Linked DNA regions of Sus scrofa: region 2 is linked to region 1. The links are chromatin contacts, called in public Hi-C maps. All regions are on one chromosome and are shown on one strand. The core of a region is the stretch at or near the end of the contact, and the rest is flanking DNA. Distances in the headings are between cores, read along the strand shown.

Region 1 (4,253 bases), core at 811-3,310:
CCACCAGGGAACTCCCTAGGCCACTTTTTATTTAATGAGCAGTAGAAAGGTGAGACTTTACAAAGCAACTTTATCCTAAAATTCATAGTTCCAGATTTGACCTTCTTTCTTGAGACTGACTTATTCACCCTATATTTTACCATCATCAAAACCCAAGTGTCTTGGGTCCTACTCCTATTAGCTGCCACACTGCAGTGACTGCTAACACAAATTAAATACTCAAGAGTATGTCTTGAGTTGAAATGCATTGAACTGAATAGGATTGGATTGGATTAGACGGGACTGCACTGGATTGCATTACATTAGACTGGACTATATGCATTAAACTAGACTGTATGGACTATATAGAACCATGTGTGGAAGGAGAACAGACTCTAAAACCTATGTTTCTTTACTTTTAGGCCAAGGCACTAATAAAGCAGCATGAGGCCTATGCACGGACTCTGTGGTCAAACTACAAAGTCCTAAATTCAAATCTCAGTGCCACCACTTACCAGCTCTGTGATGTAGAGTAAGCTCCTAAATCTCCTTGCACCCCCTTGAGTAAAGCTGGGACAATAATAGTACTTACTTTATAGGACTGCTATGAAAATGCATTCAATTACTTCTTGTAAAGTCTTTGGGATAATGCATGGCACATAGAATGCACTACAAAAGTAGTTTTAAAATAAAAATAATTTAAAAAAACTAAAGTACCGCTTTGAATTGTATTTTACTTTACATTTTACAAAGCCCATTTACCTATGGCAGCTCACATCACACTTGTACGGGAAAGATGATCCTTATTGATCCCATCTTGTCAATAAGAAAACCAAAGCTCATAAAAGCAAGTACAGATCAAGAAGTCAAGCAGGAGATTTCCCTTTATGGCTCAGTGGTTAACAAACCCAACTAGGATCCACGAGGACACAGGTTCAATCCCTGGCCTCGTTCAGTGGGTTAAGGATCTGGCATTGCCATGAGCTGTGGTATAGATCACAGACATGGCTCAGATTCTGTGTTGCTGTGGCTGTGGCAGAGGCTGGCAGCTGTAGCTCTGATTTGACTCCTAGCCTGCGAACATCCAATATGTCTCGGGTATGGCCCTAAAAAGAAAAAAAAAAGAAAGAAGAAGAAGTCAAGCAGAAAAGCAAAGCTCATAAAAGCAAGTACAGATCAAGAAGTCAAGCAGGGAGTTCCCATCGTGGCGCAGTGGTTGACGAATCCGACTAGGAACCATGAGGTTGCGGGTTCGGTCCCTGCCCTTGCTCAGTGGGTTAACGATCCGGCGTTGCCGTGAGCTGTGGTGGAGGTTGCAGACGTGGCTCGGATCCCGCGTTGCTGTGGCTCTGGTGTAGGCCGGCGGCTGCAGCTCCGATTCGACCCCTAGCCTGGGAACCTCCATATGCCGAGGGAGCGGCCCAAGAAATAGCAACAAAACAACAACAACAAAAAAAAAAAAAAAAAAAAAAAGAAGCAGGACCTAAATAATCATAGGACTTGAACCCTCTTCTGTCGTATTTAAAACATATTTTCAGTTCAGTTAAGTATGATATCACGACAGTTTTCATATGTAGTCCTGACTGCAGTGTATGCCATTAATCACCTGATAGGCAAGAGTTACGTAAAGGACAGTATCCTCAGTGGTACTGGACTAGGCTTTTTCTTGCCCAGTACCAGGCAAAGCAAAGGACTGCAGCCTGGACTCAGATGAAAGGTCTCTGATGTGGTGAGATAGAAATAGTGAAGGAGTCAGGAAACCTGAATTCTGGCCTAGACTCAGCCACTAGCTTTTGTCGTATTCAAAACAAACACTGATTAAGGGCTTACTCTGTGCCATGCACTGCCTTCATATCACTTAAACCTCACAGCAAACAGGGGGCATAGAGACTTTTATTATTCTATTTTGCAGATGAGGAAACCAAGGTGTAGAGTAGATGAGTAACTTGTTCAGGTCAAATTACTAGTATGTGTGATAATAAATCTTATTTGTCGAATGAGGGCATTGGACTAGTATGACCTCAAAGGTACTTTCCAACCCAGTCCATCCATAATTCAGGGAGCTCTTGCCTAATCCTCGCTCCTCTGGGGGGTAATTCTGTGGTTCTGGGCAGCTCGACGTCAAACCTCAGACATCTCAAGGCCTCCTGGGATACCAGGATTGAAAAACTGGTGAACTGTTGCATAATGTGGGATTTTCTAATCATCGAAAGAATGAAACTTAAGTGAAAAATAGGCAAAAGATAAAAACCCCAACTCTTCCCCAGCTTACCAATTTCATTGGTAATCATTTATGCATTTGTAAACATGAGGTTTATTCCATTTTTCAATTTTCTTTCTTCACTTATGTTTATTTACTATCATAAACATTTTCCCAATAATCATGGCTAAAAGTCTTCATAATTATCATGATTATTATTTTCATGACTACATAAACATCAGCAGTAACTATTTACATTTTTATAAAATATATAAATATATTTTAAATTTACAGTTATATTTACATATTTATAACAATGTAATAAATATTGGCCAAAATATTGTAATAAAATGATTCCCCCTGTTGCTAAATTATTTAATCAGTTTTTGGTGTATTTGCTATTTTATATATAGTGCTGCAGTGAACATCTTTGCACAGTTCATTCTCCTTATCAGGTATATTGTTTACACAGCATGCATTCCCCAGAAGGCAAGGCTAAGGCCAAGAGCAGACCCACATTTGTGGCTCATACACTCTGTAGATGGAGTGTGTAATGTTGATAGTGACCACAAATGGCCCTGCACTGTTAAAATCATGAGACATTGAGCAGTGAAAGCTGGTTCCAGATTGTGAGTGAATACGACTGGTTTTCTAAAGTGAACGAACATTAAATTAACAGAGGTTTTGAATACTGAATTTTTGGTGCTTGGCTCCACAGCAAAGCTTACTTAACTATCAAGAGGGAAAAGGTTTGTGAGAAGTGCCTGCAAGAAACAGACTTACAGGAATTAAAAAGATTTTACGAGAAGTTTAAAAAGATCAGACCCTCAAGAGAGTTGTACTCAGGAAACATAAGCAAACTAATTCTCTTGAACCTCACTTTAGTATTTTTATCTTAATACTAAAGAAATGTACTGCCACCACTGTCAGCTAGTCAGAAAAGGTGATATATGAATGCATATTTTTTAACTGATGACATTCATTTGCCAGTCAATGGGCCAAGTCCTTTCTTTAAGCCTCTTCCAGAGTTCCTTCTCATTTTTCTTCACTAAACCACCCATAATGTATTCTCCATTACTTCCAGATACAGGTATTTTTGTTTTTATTTTGGTTGCTTTTGTTTTATTTTTCTTTAAAAACTTTCAGAGTTCTTCCAGCTTTTAATTTTTTGTCCCTCCTTATGGTTGCTTCATCCTTAAATTAATGATAAGAGTATTTTTTAGGAATTCATCTCCTTTAAGCCTTTCTAGAGCAATTAATTTAATAGTCATTGAAAAAATCTCTTTATTTTCAAAAATGATACAAAAGGACTTATTTAAAAAGCAAACTCCCAGATTTCAAAACCAATCTAATGGTAACCCTAGAAGTTGTTGGGGGGGAAGAATTGGGAGGGTGGGAATAATACATACCACTACTGTATAAAATAGATGATTAATGAGAACCTAATGTATCACACAGGAAAACCTACTCAATAGTTTGTAATAACTTATATTGGAAAAAAGAATGTATATATTATATGTACGACTGATTCACTTGGCTGTACACCTGAAACCAATACAACATTGTGAATTAACTACAATCCAATAAAATTAATTTTTTGATTTTCACATTCATACTTCATTTGTCTGCATAATGTTTAAGTTATATAATTGTATTAATTAATGCAACTGTCATAAACAATTTTGAGTAAAAGATCAAATGACCCTTGGTAAGCATGCAACTCAACTGGTGGGAGGAGAGGGGAACCAGGACCCCACAGAGTAGCCTCACAGCCCTGAGTATTTAGTGTGCTAAGGGGATCTGTCATGCTTTACAAAAGGAAAGGTTAATGGTCAGTTAAGTGGAAGTTACATCTGAAGACTAATGAGTGTTCCTCAACACGTCAACATGGAAGAGAAGGACAGAAGGAGAGAATGAGAATTGAATTACTGTATCCTGAATGCAGAAGCATCCAAAGAAGATATACAGATGGCCAACAGTCACATGAAAAAGTGTTCAAATAATAATCACTAATTATTAGAGAAATGCAAATCAAAACTACATTGAGGTACCACCTCATACCAGTCAGAATGGC
Region 2 (4,802 bases), core at 377-2,876, 180 kb before region 1:
CCATTTCACTCAGAGTGAATGTCAAGGACCTCCCCTTGTCTCTCAGGGCCCATTTCACTGCCCCATCCCCACTCCACCATCATCTTTCTAACTTGGTTTCCAAAGACTTTTTTTTCACTCAATTTAATCTATGCCTTACTCTCAAAGGCAGCAAGAAGGCAAGCTCCTGCCTCAGGACCATTGAACTTGCTGCTACAGCTGCCTGGAATGCTGTTTCTCCAGTTATTTACCTGGTTTGCTCTCTTGAATCATTAAGCTCTTTGCTTAAATAACAATGTATTCCTCTCTAAGCACCCTCTCCAGAATCTCACCTCCAAAGACTTCCTAACCCCTTCTCTGTCTAATTATTCTCTGTGTCCCATAGATTATATATTTCAATGATTGATTTTATTGACCATCTGTTCCATTAGAAATGTAAGCTATTTGAGAGAAGATTGTTTCTTTTTGTTCACTGCTCCTGTTTTCCTAAACCCTAGAACACATATTAGTTTTGTGAAATGAATGAATCTAGATGTTTGCATTGAGCAGATGTTCAATAAACATTTTGTTGTTGTCATTGTTTTATTGTTGTTTTGTGTTTTGGGGGCTGCACCCTCAGCATATGAGGTTCCCAGGCTAGGGGTCGAATCGGAGCTATAGTCACTGACCTACACCACAGCCACGGCAACACCAGATCTGAGCCATGTCTGTGACCTACAACCCAGCTCATGGCAATGCTAGATCCTTAACCTACTGAGAGAGGCCAGGGATCAAACCCACATCCTCATGGATACTAGTCAGATTTGTTTCTGCTGAGTCATGATGGGAACTCCCAATAAATTGTTTTAAATGAATGATTTTGCTTTTCTTATTAAGGCCTCACCTGTAGCAGCATATGGAAGTTCCCAGGCTAGGGGTTGAATTAGAGCTGCAGCTGCAGGCCTACATCACAGACTCTGCAACACCCGATCTTAGCTGCACCTGTGACTTATATCACAGCTTACAGCAATGCTGGATTCTTAACCCCACTGAACTAGTTCAGGGATCAAACCCAGATTCTCGTGGACACTATGTCAGATTCTTAACCCACTGAGCCACAACAGGAACTCCAAATGAATGAATCTTTTTTTTTTTTTTTTTTTTTTTGTCTTTTTGCTATTTCTTTGGGCCGCTCCCACGGCATATGGAGGTTCCCAGGCTAGGGGTCCAATCGGAGCTGTAGCCACTGTCCTACGCCAGAGCCACAGCAACGTGGGGATCCGAGCCGCGTCTGCAACCTACACCACAGCCGGATCGTTAACCCACTGAGCAAGGGCAGGGACCGAACCCGTAACCTCATGGTTCCTAGTCGGATTTGTTAACCACTGCGCCACGATGGGAACTCCCAAATGAATGAATCTTATTCAAATACTTCGTTTTACTTTTGTCATGACAACTACCTACTTCCCTTGAAGCACAGACTTCTGAGTTATAGATATAATCTGAATCATGTCTCATATAACCATGTGCATGAGAAAAGTTTAGTTAATTATACAAATACCTTGGGTATTTGTGCTAACTCTTGTTTTGGTGACTGGTAGAGCTCTTCACAAGCCCAGAACTTTCCCTTCAACTCATGAGGAATGCTGTAGACCACAGAGAAGTAGCCACATACTTGTGGAATTCCCAGCACATTTATTACAGAAGAGTCCGGGCTGAGACAAACATTCTCTAACTATTCCTTAGTGGGTGACTACTCCCTGACCAAAGGACAAAGCTTATCAACTAAAAATAAGACCCCACATCCCACATGTTGGGAACTTATGCAACATAACTTTTCTAAATTTCAGATAACCCAGAGGAACAGACTTTTAAAGAAAAGAAAGGTTGGACTTCCCCTGTGGCCTACAGCATAACGACATGGTGTTGTTACTGCTATGGCTCTGGTTCGATCCCTGGCCCTGGAGATTCCACAAGCTGTGGGTATGGCCAGAAAAAGAAAAAAGAAAGGTTAATAATATTTTTTTTCAAAATATCCCTTATGATTTTTTCAATGTGTTTTTATGATATTTTATCCATCTTTTCACTATATATTACCCCTTCCTCCCTAAGTATCTGATACTGTCCACTGTGTCTAAAACTGCTCAATTTTGTTTTTTTCCTGTTAATTCTCCTGAAAAACTTACAGCAGAGCTAAGCAGTACCTATACAGATGTTATGATACTGCCAAATAATAGACATGGATGATCATGAACTTGGACTAAATGTCTAGTCAATAGCTGCCATGTTCCTCAAACCCACTATGCTGTGCCTGATCTAAAGCCCTTAGCCTGCTGCTCAGCAACTAGGATCTGGTGCAGAACCAACCTCATTCCCCCTTCCACACCACTGGCCCTATAGGCAGCCACAGCAAACACTCTCAAGTGTTTTCAGAGAGTACTAACTTAGAAGTGTAATCAAATTCTTTTTTTGCTGGAAACCCTTCTTATCTCTGTCCAAAGCCCAGGTCAAATGTCATTTCCTCCTTACAACCATCCCTAATGGCAACCTAACTGTTTTTCATGAATTTTTCCTTAGTAAAATCAACCACACTTGCTTTCCTCTTCTTGCAGCATTTATCATCTCTTATCAAGTGTTGCAGTAATTTGCATACACCTTTATAATGTTAGGGAAGCCCCTTTGGGGGAGGGTCATTGCTCCTTATTACTAAATCCCCAAGCTTAGAGTGATGTACACCATAAGTGATCAAGACGTAATATTTTACTAGTGATTTAATTATAGAAACCACATCATTGGCCTAGTTTCCAAGATTTCAATAATTTGTTCTGTATTCTTTGGGATGCAGGCATTGTATCATTATCCATGTGCTGTCATATATTATAATGCCTTTTCTTATTTTTATGTCAGTGATCTATGGAGCAGTGTTACCCAGTACTTGTCAATTTCCCTTCCTTTTCTCTTGTCCCTGGAGATGATGTTGGAGTTGTGTCATCTTGTTTAATACTTCAGCTTTCAAGTCACTGAGTCTTGATATCTGGCTTAATATCCTGAGCAGGTATCAGAGCCAAAGGCATATTCTGCAGAAGTCATCATTTTTCCTCTTACCTCTGAAATAATGAGAGGTTAGGACAAAAGAATTAATTTCACCTCCTCCCTGGTGACATTGATCTGTGGTCTTTCATAATGTAGAAGTAGGTTTCTCTTGAAAGAGAATGATTTGAACCCATAAGAGATTGAAAGAGATAAGTATTGACAAATTCAATACTCGGTTTCCTCAGTCAGGTCCCAGGGGGAATGTGGAGGGTTGGGGAATACATGCTCCATTTACAGGGTGCACAGGCTGCCCCCTCCCAGTTGATGGTGGGAATGCAGATCCATTCATTTTTTTGTCAGTTTTTTTGGGGGTGGGTGGTGGAAGCTGTGCTTGCAGCATGTGGAATTTCCTGGGCAGGGACTGAATTCAACCATGGCAGCAACCTTAGCCTCTGCAGTGACAATGCAGAATCCTTAACCCATTATACCACAAGGAATCTCCTGGATCCACCATTACCAAAACTTTTGATCCTCCTAGAAAATGAGATGCCTGAATTTTTACAAGAAATGTCCTGGATGTTTAATATTTGCAACTAGTTCAACTGTAGACACCACCACGGCTTGCCCATCTCCCAACCCTACCCCTAAGAAGTCCCAAAATTTGGTTGATAGCAAATATGTCACAAGAACCAAGTTAATAAGGAAAGAGGCTTCTCTGGAAGAGTCTCCTCCTCTACAGGGTAAGGTGGCATTTCCACCGGATGCTAAGAAAATGTCAAAGGGCCCCCAAACCTGTAATTGGAAAGACTCTTACAGGACATCTGGGTACAGTCCCCTCATTGATACAGCTAAGCTTCTGCTCAGGGATACCCAGCACTTCAGCAGTGAGAAGCGAACAAGCTACAGCTCCAGTGATCACTGGCTGCCTGACTTTGTGCACATCATGTCTTCTTTCTGGGCCTCAGTTTCTCTACTTTGAATCATGTAATTGATTAAAGGATTTATCAAGACCCTTGCAGCCAGAAAAAATATACAGGAGCCTGCTAAAGATGACATAACTTTGCAACCCACTGGATTGTGGTGGGCCCACGGGGATGAATATTAGCACTGTCATAACAAACTCAAACAGACACACACATACACACACACACACACACAGGAAACATCTCTTTCCACAACTGAGAATGACACAACCTTTAGAGCATGAAGAGAAAAATGATAGCTAAAATTAGCCTCTTAAAAAATAAACTACATAATCACTGAAGATGAGATTTTCTTAAAACTGGAGAACAATGAGATATAATGATAGCTGTCATAAGAGAGGAAATTGCAGGAGTCAATTTGAAAGGATGTGGGGGTGCCCCCCCCTTGAGATTTGCTTTTCCCACATACCACAGTAAGACAGAAAAGCTGAAATATTTCCCCAGGGCTGGTGTGATCAGTACCTCATAATACTGCTGTTGACATTAAGAGAGTGTCATTCAGCCCCAAAGGAAATCCAGAGCCTGTGTCAGGCTCCCTGTAGCCACTTTCTCAAATTTGCATATCGCTTCTCAGTTTGTGAGGCCTTTTTACATACATAGTCTCATCCACCTAAAAATAATCCATTTGATGGTGCCTATATATCACTATAAAATCTCTCTCAGATCGATTCAAAAAATATCCCTCCCAACCTGCCTGAAAGAAAAGAACACTTTTGTTGGCCGTTTGACAGTTCAAGAAGCCCTTTCACTTCTTTTGGCTTTTTGAGATAAGGTCTGACCTGCTTGGGGGTGTAGCAGAGGGAGAGAAAAGGAGGCAGCAAATCCAAT

The links. A called contact is a pair of places that touch in the nucleus more often than the background predicts.
Region 2: a Hi-C map of embryonic fibroblasts shows a contact between it and region 1, with 2.4 times the contacts expected there. The contact joins two enhancer-like sites. A contact is called at or near these places in 1 of 47 Hi-C or Micro-C datasets (embryonic fibroblasts) and 1 of 2 datasets of contacts at active chromatin or transcription factors (alveolar macrophages).

Annotation. Positions count from the first base shown.
Region 1 is chr13:126,541,243-126,545,495 of Sscrofa11.1, reverse strand. All of the region lies in intron 1 of TPRG1 (tumor protein p63-regulated gene 1 protein), which reads right to left. Among named protein-coding and RNA genes, the nearest start is that of TPRG1, 13 kb to the right of the region's middle. Within about 2 kb of position 2,060, at least 6 of the 83 cell types and tissues checked have an H3K27ac peak or open chromatin away from gene starts, as enhancers often do. A contact at or near this core is called in embryonic fibroblasts, where this site is marked.
Region 2 is chr13:126,725,210-126,730,011 of Sscrofa11.1, reverse strand. The region is part of intron 2 of TPRG1 (tumor protein p63-regulated gene 1 protein); the gene reads right to left. Among named protein-coding and RNA genes, the nearest start is that of TPRG1, 200 kb to the right of the region's middle. Within about 2 kb of position 1,626, at least 2 of the 83 cell types and tissues checked have an H3K27ac peak or open chromatin away from gene starts, as enhancers often do. A contact at or near this core is called in embryonic fibroblasts, where this site is marked.